Linked DNA regions of Capra hircus: region 1 is linked to region 2. A link is a contact called in public Hi-C data. All regions are on one chromosome and are shown on one strand. The core of a region is the stretch at or near the end of the contact, and the rest is flanking DNA. Distances in the headings are between cores, read along the strand shown. Region 1 overlaps MED12L (mediator of RNA polymerase II transcription subunit 12-like protein). Region 2 overlaps MED12L (mediator of RNA polymerase II transcription subunit 12-like protein).

The links. A called contact is a pair of places that touch in the nucleus more often than the background predicts.
Region 1: a contact with region 2 is called in a Hi-C map of blood, with 4 times the contacts expected there. The contact joins two enhancer-like sites. A contact is called at or near these places in 2 of 5 Hi-C or Micro-C datasets (both in blood).

What each region holds. Positions count from the first base shown.
Region 1 is chr1:116,534,829-116,539,135 of ARS1.2, forward strand. The region is part of intron 11 of MED12L (mediator of RNA polymerase II transcription subunit 12-like protein); the gene reads right to left. Among named protein-coding and RNA genes, the nearest start is that of GPR171, 36 kb to the left of the region's middle. Within about 2 kb of position 2,538, at least 2 of the 5 cell types and tissues checked have an H3K27ac peak or open chromatin away from gene starts, as enhancers often do.
Region 2 is chr1:116,281,124-116,284,877 of ARS1.2, forward strand. It overlaps MED12L (mediator of RNA polymerase II transcription subunit 12-like protein), which reads right to left. Exons shown (of 44, transcript XM_018049036.1): 40 at 2,027-2,256; 41 at 223-379. Among named protein-coding and RNA genes, the nearest start is that of P2RY12, 27 kb to the right of the region's middle. Within about 2 kb of position 2,103, at least 1 of the 5 cell types and tissues checked has an H3K27ac peak or open chromatin away from gene starts, as enhancers often do.

The sequences.
Region 1 (4,307 bases), core at 1,288-3,787, 250 kb after region 2:
TGGTGCAAGCTTAGAGTATTTACTCATCCTCTTAAGCTTTGGTTCCTGCATCTGTGAAGCAGAAAATTAAAAAACAAGCAAACAGTTTTTTAACAGGTGTCTCACTAGCCAGGGAAAATTTCTTACAGTGGTGCCTAGTGCCAAAAAAGTATTTAAGAAAAGTTTGAGGAAAAAAGAAAAACTGAGAGGCCCACCCCAGTCTAAATAGATTCAGTAACAGCAAAGTCCACATGTCTGGACACACCACTTTCTCCGCTAAGTATGTTATGCCCGTTACGTAACAGATTTAGTTTAAGGAAGAAGAAAACGGCAGCTGTAAAATAAAACATCAGCAATGCTTCCGTTGGGCATCCAGTAGGAAGATGGCTGACTTCTGAGGCTCAACAAGCTCTGGTTGGGCCATGAGCAGCACGGACAAGTGTCCTAACAGCTCAGCACGGGGAACCTTAATGGGAGCCAGACGTGCGGTACTTTCCTAGTTTGCTTGACTTTCGCCTCATTTGATCTCTTCATCTGGAGTCCAGGGCTCCCAGGCGGCACAGTGGTAAAGAGTCTACCTGCCAGTGAAGGAGATCCCCGTGTCAGGAAGGTCCCCTGGAGAAGGGAATGACAATCCACCCTAGAGTTCCTGTCTGGAGAATCCCACAGACCGAGGAGCCTGCTTGGCTACATAACGTCCATGGAGTCGCAGAGTAAGATACAAGCGAGCAAGTAAGTTGCACACATAAGTCTTGGTTCCTGGTCTTTAGAAGGTGACTTTTTCTTCAACAACATTAAAAAAAAAAACAATCTAAAGCACTGAAATGAGCATGACCTCTCTTATAACACAATACTCAGACACAAGGTGACCTTTTTCTTCAACAACATTTAAAAAAAAAACAATCTAAAGCACCGAAATGAGCATGACCTCTCTTATAACACGGTACTCAGACACAGTGCCTAGGGAGGAGAGCTGATTCTGTCCAACTGCTTCCCTACAGAGGGTAAAGCCTCTGTGAGAATCCAAGGACGTGAAAAAGGTGGACAGGTCTAGGCTGTGCTTTAGGGACTGGTGGATTGTGAGATGGGCACAGGTGTGTGGGTGTGTAGGTGTATGTGTGCAAGTGTGCATAAGATGGGTAGAGGGGTGTGTGTGTGAGAGACGGGCAGAGGAGTATATGTGTGCATGCATGAGATGGGTAGAGAGGGGTGTGTGTGTGCACGTGTGAGATGGGTAGAGGGGTGTGTGTGTGAGAGATGGGTAGAAGGGTGTGTGTGTGTGTGTGTGTGTGCATGAAATGGGTAGAAGGGTGCATGTGTGTGCGCGTGCATGCATGCACACCTACAGAGGTCCCAAGGGATCACATTGCTTCCATCTTTCTGGAGTCTTTCACTGCCTCCCTAAACCCATCCGTCAGGACAGCAGCTGGCATTTATTGAGTACCTGTCTGCTGTTGCTGCTGCTGCTGCTGCTAAGTCGCTTCAGTCATGTCCTACTCTGTGCGACCCCGTAGATGGCAGCCCACCAGGCGTCGCCGTCCCTGGGATTCTCCAGGCAAGAACACTGGAATAGGTTGCTATTTCCTTCTCCAATGCATGAAAGTGAAAAGTGAAAGTGAATTCGCTCAGTCATGTCTGACTCTTAGCAACCCTATGGACTGCAGCCCACCAGCCTCCTCCGTCCATGGGATTTTTCTACTTGCTATAAAATATTGAAATGTTTCATCCATACAGTTTTGTGCAATTTTCCCATCATCAGCAGACAGAATACCCATTTCCCAAACAAAGAACTGAGACTCATCAAGGTAGGTGAACTGTCTGCGATGCCACCAAGGAAAGGCACTGACCTTCTGCGTCGCCGGTGGAGAGCTGTCCTGTCTGCACCATGCACCTGCACCTCTACATAACCTCTCGTGCCTGAATCCCTGGCAAACCTGACATTCCACATAGATCTCGGTTGCCCTCACACCCTCCCACCTAAGCCAAAGCCTTCAGAGGGGTGGCTGCTTCCAGTTCATGGTCCTAGCAGCTTTTTTACAAGCACCCAAAGCACCGACTCAGTAAATGTCTCCCAAGGGCTTGCCGGGCCCCGGCGCGGTGCTCAAGGCTGATGATACGCTGCTGGGCAGGAGGAATGCTGCCCTGGGCCTGCAGAGCCCCGCACTTGCAAGAGGAGACATGGAACAAGCACCACTGGGACAGAACAGACACCAGGCTTCGGCCCTGTGGACCATGTGGGCAGAGTCCTGCAGCCACACTGATGTGGAGCCGGACTGGCCCCGGAGGCCTGGGCCAGAGCTGAAGGAAGGTCTGCCCTGGACTCTCCGTTCAAAAAAACCCGTGTGAACTCATCACACCTGCCCAGGGAGAGCTCTGTGAACAGCCTGGATAGAAAATAAATACAAATACTAAATACATCCGTTTGGATTTAACAGCAGAGAAGAGGAACGTGCGTCCACCAGCCAGTGCCATCCGGCCTTCGCATTACTTAGAGGAGGGGCAGCTTCCTCCAGTCCCAGATAGAGAAGTGAAAGGCCGCTCTTCCTGCCTCCTTTTGACTTTCCCTTCTATCCACGTCCTTGCGGCACCCGGAGACACAGCTGCTTCCCGCACCGTGCCCCCCCCCCACCACACCCAGCACAAACCAGGGGAGAAGTCACATGAAAGGAAGTGATCTGGCGGCCCTGGAAGGGGGAGGGGGACCCTCCCACCCTGCCGCTCAGGGGTAAGGTCAGGAATGTGACTCCTGCCTGTGAGTCTCGTGTGACAGGCTGTCAGGGCTTGGAATCCGCAGGAGGTCCCCACAGCCCCTATGGCAACTGCCTCGTGTGGTTATTATTCTTCTCCGCATCCAGAAGGCAGAGCAGAAATGGCTCTGAAACACTGAACAGGCAAGTATGTGAGTGTTGCATGAAACACGTAGCAGGGCCTGGAAGGTGACAGGCATCTGAGCAAACACGGCCCCCCCCACACACAGATGCCGAAGCCATACTGCAAAAATTGTCATAAATATTTCAGAAGGGTCTGTCCAGCCACTCTTTCTGATAGATTACTCAGAAAAGGTGACCAATCTGAATTAAAGACTTAAAATGTAGTTTTCGTCCTACTCATAAAATAGCATCATAACCAGAAAGACATCCTGCCTGGCTGGCAGAGTGATATACAATTGGGAGAGTTCACGTACAAATTCTCACATCCAGGTTCTCCTGAAAGGCTGGGTGATCAGGCGACAGTGGGTCTGTAAAACCAAGCAGAAGCTGAGATAGGGCGCCCTCCTCAGAAAGTGAGGCCCTTTCCCGGTTACCTTGGCCCCATCCTCTCAGTGCCCTGTCCACGGCAGCCCACAAAACCTCACACTACCCTGAATGCAAAGGCAAGCAGCATCATGCTAGAAGAGTAAACATCAAGGATTCTGGGTTCTGTGTTCACCTAGGCCCTAACTCGGAAGCAGAGGCTGGGCCACTGGGACAACAAGGCAACTGGGGGACGGTGGGGGGGCGGGGGGCGGCACAGGCGTGTAAGGGAATAATGCTTTCCACGGCCCAGCACAGCCCCCACGGGACACTGTCCTCCCCTCGTTCTGTGACCACAGTTCAACCACAGAGGCAGGACTAAGGCCTCAAATGCCTTCATCCCATGCATTACTGCTTTCAATGGACTTTCACGGAATACCAAGAAGGAGTAAACACAGGTCTGAACCTCAGAACTCGTCTATCACCTGGACAGCTGCCCCCACCCCACCCCGCTCAACACGAGAGGGAGAGAACTGAATTTCCCATATCAGCAGTTCCAGAGAAAAGAGAATCCATGGGGTAAATGTCAAGTCTCCCAAAGAGATGTGGGGAAGTGGCTCTGCAGTCTGGGGCCAAGACACCCCTACCTACACACGACTTGGGCAAGAGCGAACCTCAGCCTGGCTGCAACTGCAGAGGTTGCTCAGCTGTTCTGTCGCCTATCATGTTGTCTAAGTCCTAAAACAAATTATGAAAGCAGCAAAGGGGAAGTGTATTTTAAAGAAGTGAGCTGTGTTTCTGAATCCTAACCACACCACTGTACAGAAGTACCACTCATCAGAGAATTACAGCTTCATCACATTGGTTCTTCCAATACAATACTGATAATGACTGTTATGTTATTAACGTAAACAGTAACAACTTTTTAAGGCAAAGTGCTCATGTCTTCTTAAGAGACAGAGCAAGGAAGTATTCTAGCCAAGGCAAGAAAGGGCATTAAGGCACAAGCAACTTGCCTGTTAGCAACTTGCTCCAAGTCACATAGCTGATCAGGGGTCAAAACAGCTCTGCAGCTCACACATGAATTTCAGAAAT
Region 2 (3,754 bases), core at 853-3,352:
AAGGAATGTCTACATTATATACCCTCCTGCCTAAAACAACCAGGTGGATGCACAGAGGAAGGAAGACCTCTGCCAAACTGGAGCTAAATGACACCAATTTAGCTCCTAGTGTCACATACACAGGATTCCTTGGAACTCAAGAAATTAATAGTCTGAAGCGTCTGTTATTTCTTAAGGCTGCTGAGGATTCTACCCACAATTCACTCACTCCCAGCCCCCTACCTGGAGAAGCCTCTGCTGCTGTCGAACCTGTGGCTGTCTGGGTCTCATGGGGTCCTGAGACAAGGGCACTGAGGGAAGGTTTGGATGTGCGGAAGTCAGCACCGCATCGATTCCTCCACCCACCAGAGGGCTCTGCTGAAGCGACTGATGATTCAGCCTGGTAAAGAAGAAAGAACTTGTTTTCAGGCCCTAGTGCACTGTCAAAGTTTTTGATCAGTGCCGTGGGAGCCGTACATACACTCACAAATAAACCATCATATTCAATAATCACTTTGTACAATTCAAATGCAATAAAGGCCAGCAGTCAAGGTCACCTAGATTCTCAGGGACACACAGTATCACCTGACAAAAGAACAGCAAGTATACTTACTACTTACAGTAAGATAGCAACATGGATAAATTACTTTTTAAAAATGTTCTGATAGTTTCTAATAAGTGACATTAACTGAGCATTTTACCTGGAGCAGGCGCTGTGGGAAAAATCTGAAATCTGTTATTTCGTTTACTACCCCCACAGCCCTCCTTCGTGTTCAGCAGTTTTGTTAGCCCTACTTTTAAAGTGAGAAAACAGAGCTAGAGAAGTAGTTACCAAAGGTAGTAAGACAGCAAATGGCACAGGTGGGATTTAAACCCAGAACTTTGGGGCTCTGAAGTTCAATTTCTTAGGCAGTATGCTATGTTGCCACTTACTAGACAAATAATAAATACAATGCATGTTTTCTAAATTTATTCATGTTTCCAAATGTGCTGCCATCAACCGTGCCAGTTTTCCAAACAGTGATTACTTGGAGTTGACCTGAACTCTTTGACGGTAACACACAAGAGCAAAGCTGCTGTCCATGGGAGAGCAACATTCCGACATTCTGCAGGAAACTCAATTCCCCTAGACCGATGCCATGCAACAGAACATTCTACGCTGACTGCATCTGTGCTGTCCAGTAAGACAGCCACTGGTCACCGGCTACACAATTACTGGGTCTCAGGGCAAAAAAAGAATGCAGGGCTCTCTGATCAAAAATGAGCAAGAATTTCAAGTGAGTGACAGCAGAGCATTAATAGCAACCACACAGGCCTCTCTAAATACACAGTCCTGCCTGACTGCACAGATCACATATCTTCAAAGCTGGTCCTGTTGGCCACATGTGGTTAATGAACACTTGAAATGTTACTACTGTGACTGAGAACTGAGGAACAGCATTTTAAAACTTTGATTAGTCTAAATTAAAACAGCCCACGTGGCTAGTAGCTACTCTAATGGACAGTTCAGTTATACACTATGTCTACAACTTCCAGCTAAGCAAGAACTGAATAAGAGACATTCATGGCCCGGTTTTGCCAGCCATTTCTGAAGTGGAAAAGGTAAAAACTGAGATGTGTAACAGAACTGTTTGCATACCACACACAATGAGCACTGTAATCACAGGCTTTAAGGTGCCAATCAACATATTCAAGTAAGGCATTGCTAGGGATAAGCAACCATTTTTTTATGAGTTAAAAAAAGGTTTTTACAATTTAAAACCTTTTTATAAAAGAGAAGGAAAAAAAGAACACTGGAGCTAACACAGTGTTATCACTGAAAAATACTACACAAATACTAAGGGAGATGTGAGTCAAACAAACAAGGTGAGACACTGCTTCTTTTGAACCACAATCCAGATGCTGCTAAAAATGAGACGACAGAATGAAAATGATGTGGAAATATGCAAGCTCATAAGGACAATTATATAACACCACGTCCTGAGGGAAGCACAGTAAAGATCAGGATTTGAGTGGCCACCACTGTAACCATTTCCACATGCATCACCTCTGGGAGCCGGTCAGGGGATGCAGGTACGGTGGCGCCTGCTGCTGAACGTAGCCGCTCGGCGGCTGCTGCATCTGTCTGAGTCTTTCCATGAGCGCTGGGTTGGAGTGAGCGGCCGGATAAGTTCTGGAATTATAGGTAGGAGACAGGACCACGCTGCCAGCCTGCTGCTGAGGGGTCTGCTGCAAAGGCATCTGGGTTCCATACATTGTGTAGCCCTGGGGTATGGTCTGCAGGCAGGCACAAGGGAAGAAGTCAACGTTTCCATTTACCAGCTTTCCTATCACTAAGACACACAGGGCAAAAACAAAGCCAGGAGGAGCTCCCTGAGATGTGCTGTTCTCCAAGGCTGTTTTAACTCAAAATATGAGGAAGACTACTCTGGAGGCCAAGAGAAGAGTCAGAACAGGATGAACTTGCGTACTGATTCACCAGAAAGTTCAATTACAAAACATGAATCCTCATTTGGTTAAGCAATCAGTTTTAAGCTCAGATGCTTGTTTTCAGGAAAGGAAAGGCATGTTTCTGCATAGAAATAATCAGGCAAGCATGCATACCTCTCGTGCACACATGATATCAGTGTTCAACAGAGTTCAAGCATCATTAATGCTGTTTCAGAAAAGCTATACAAACTCAAGGCAAATAAAAATAATGGAGTACACTTTCCTAGTATGGTATGTAGCTACACTTCCTTGGGCCTAATGAATTTGCCTATAGTAACGAACCAGTTAACAAAAAAGAAGAAAAGTCAATTAACCAGAGGATGAGGGTGTCACTGAAAGTGTTAGTTGCTCAGTTATGTCTGACTCTTTGTGACCCTATGGACTGTAGCCTGCCAGGCTCCTCTGTCCATGGGATTCTCCAGGCAAGAATACTGGAGTGGGTTGCCATTCCCTTCTCCAGGGGATCTTCCCAACTCAGGGATTGAACCTGGGTCTCCTGCATTGCAGGCAGATTGTTTACTGGTAGTCTGAGCCACCAGGAAAGCCCAATGAGGGTGTCATTAGTGACTATTTGATATCCTTGAGTTCTGGTCGGACAGTAGCCTGCTTCAGCACTCTATGATACCATCAGGATACTCAATTTCTCCATTCAACATTATATAGTGGCTGTTTCTTCAAATCTTGACACCTGATGTAAATGAAAAGCTTTAGGTTCTGCTGGATCACCATCTATAATATACAGAACAGAGTGCTGATTAAAATAGAAGAGGACCACTCTCCGGGTCCTCTAAATACCACGTTTCGAGGTAGCTGAATGGCTCTGACTTCAAGATAGAGTGATGGACAATGACTTTCTTGCAGACAGCACGCAGGGATGCAGGCCATGGGGCTTGGTGCCCATGAAGGCCAATCTCAGCCCTCCTTTCAGCTGTGGACACAGTGTGAACTGCTGGCCCCAACTAGAGGTCTTGCCAACATCCCTGGCTTCCTGATTATGAGAGGGGTAGAGTAAAAGGATGCGGAGGCAGAAATAAAAAAACTATTAGAAAACAAATAGCTCAGGATTTGCATTATATTAAGGCAAAGCTATCTTTTGCTGAATAACTACCATGTGTCTAGTGCCTCACTAGTTCTATAGGTGGTCTTAAATCCCCACAACATTCGTTTCTATTTTACAGAGACAAAAATCAAGACTTCAAGTAACTCTCACAATGTTACACAGCTTAGAGGTTGTCAGGAATTTTGTCAAGGTATGATGCCAAGGCCAATTTTCTTCTTATTCTAC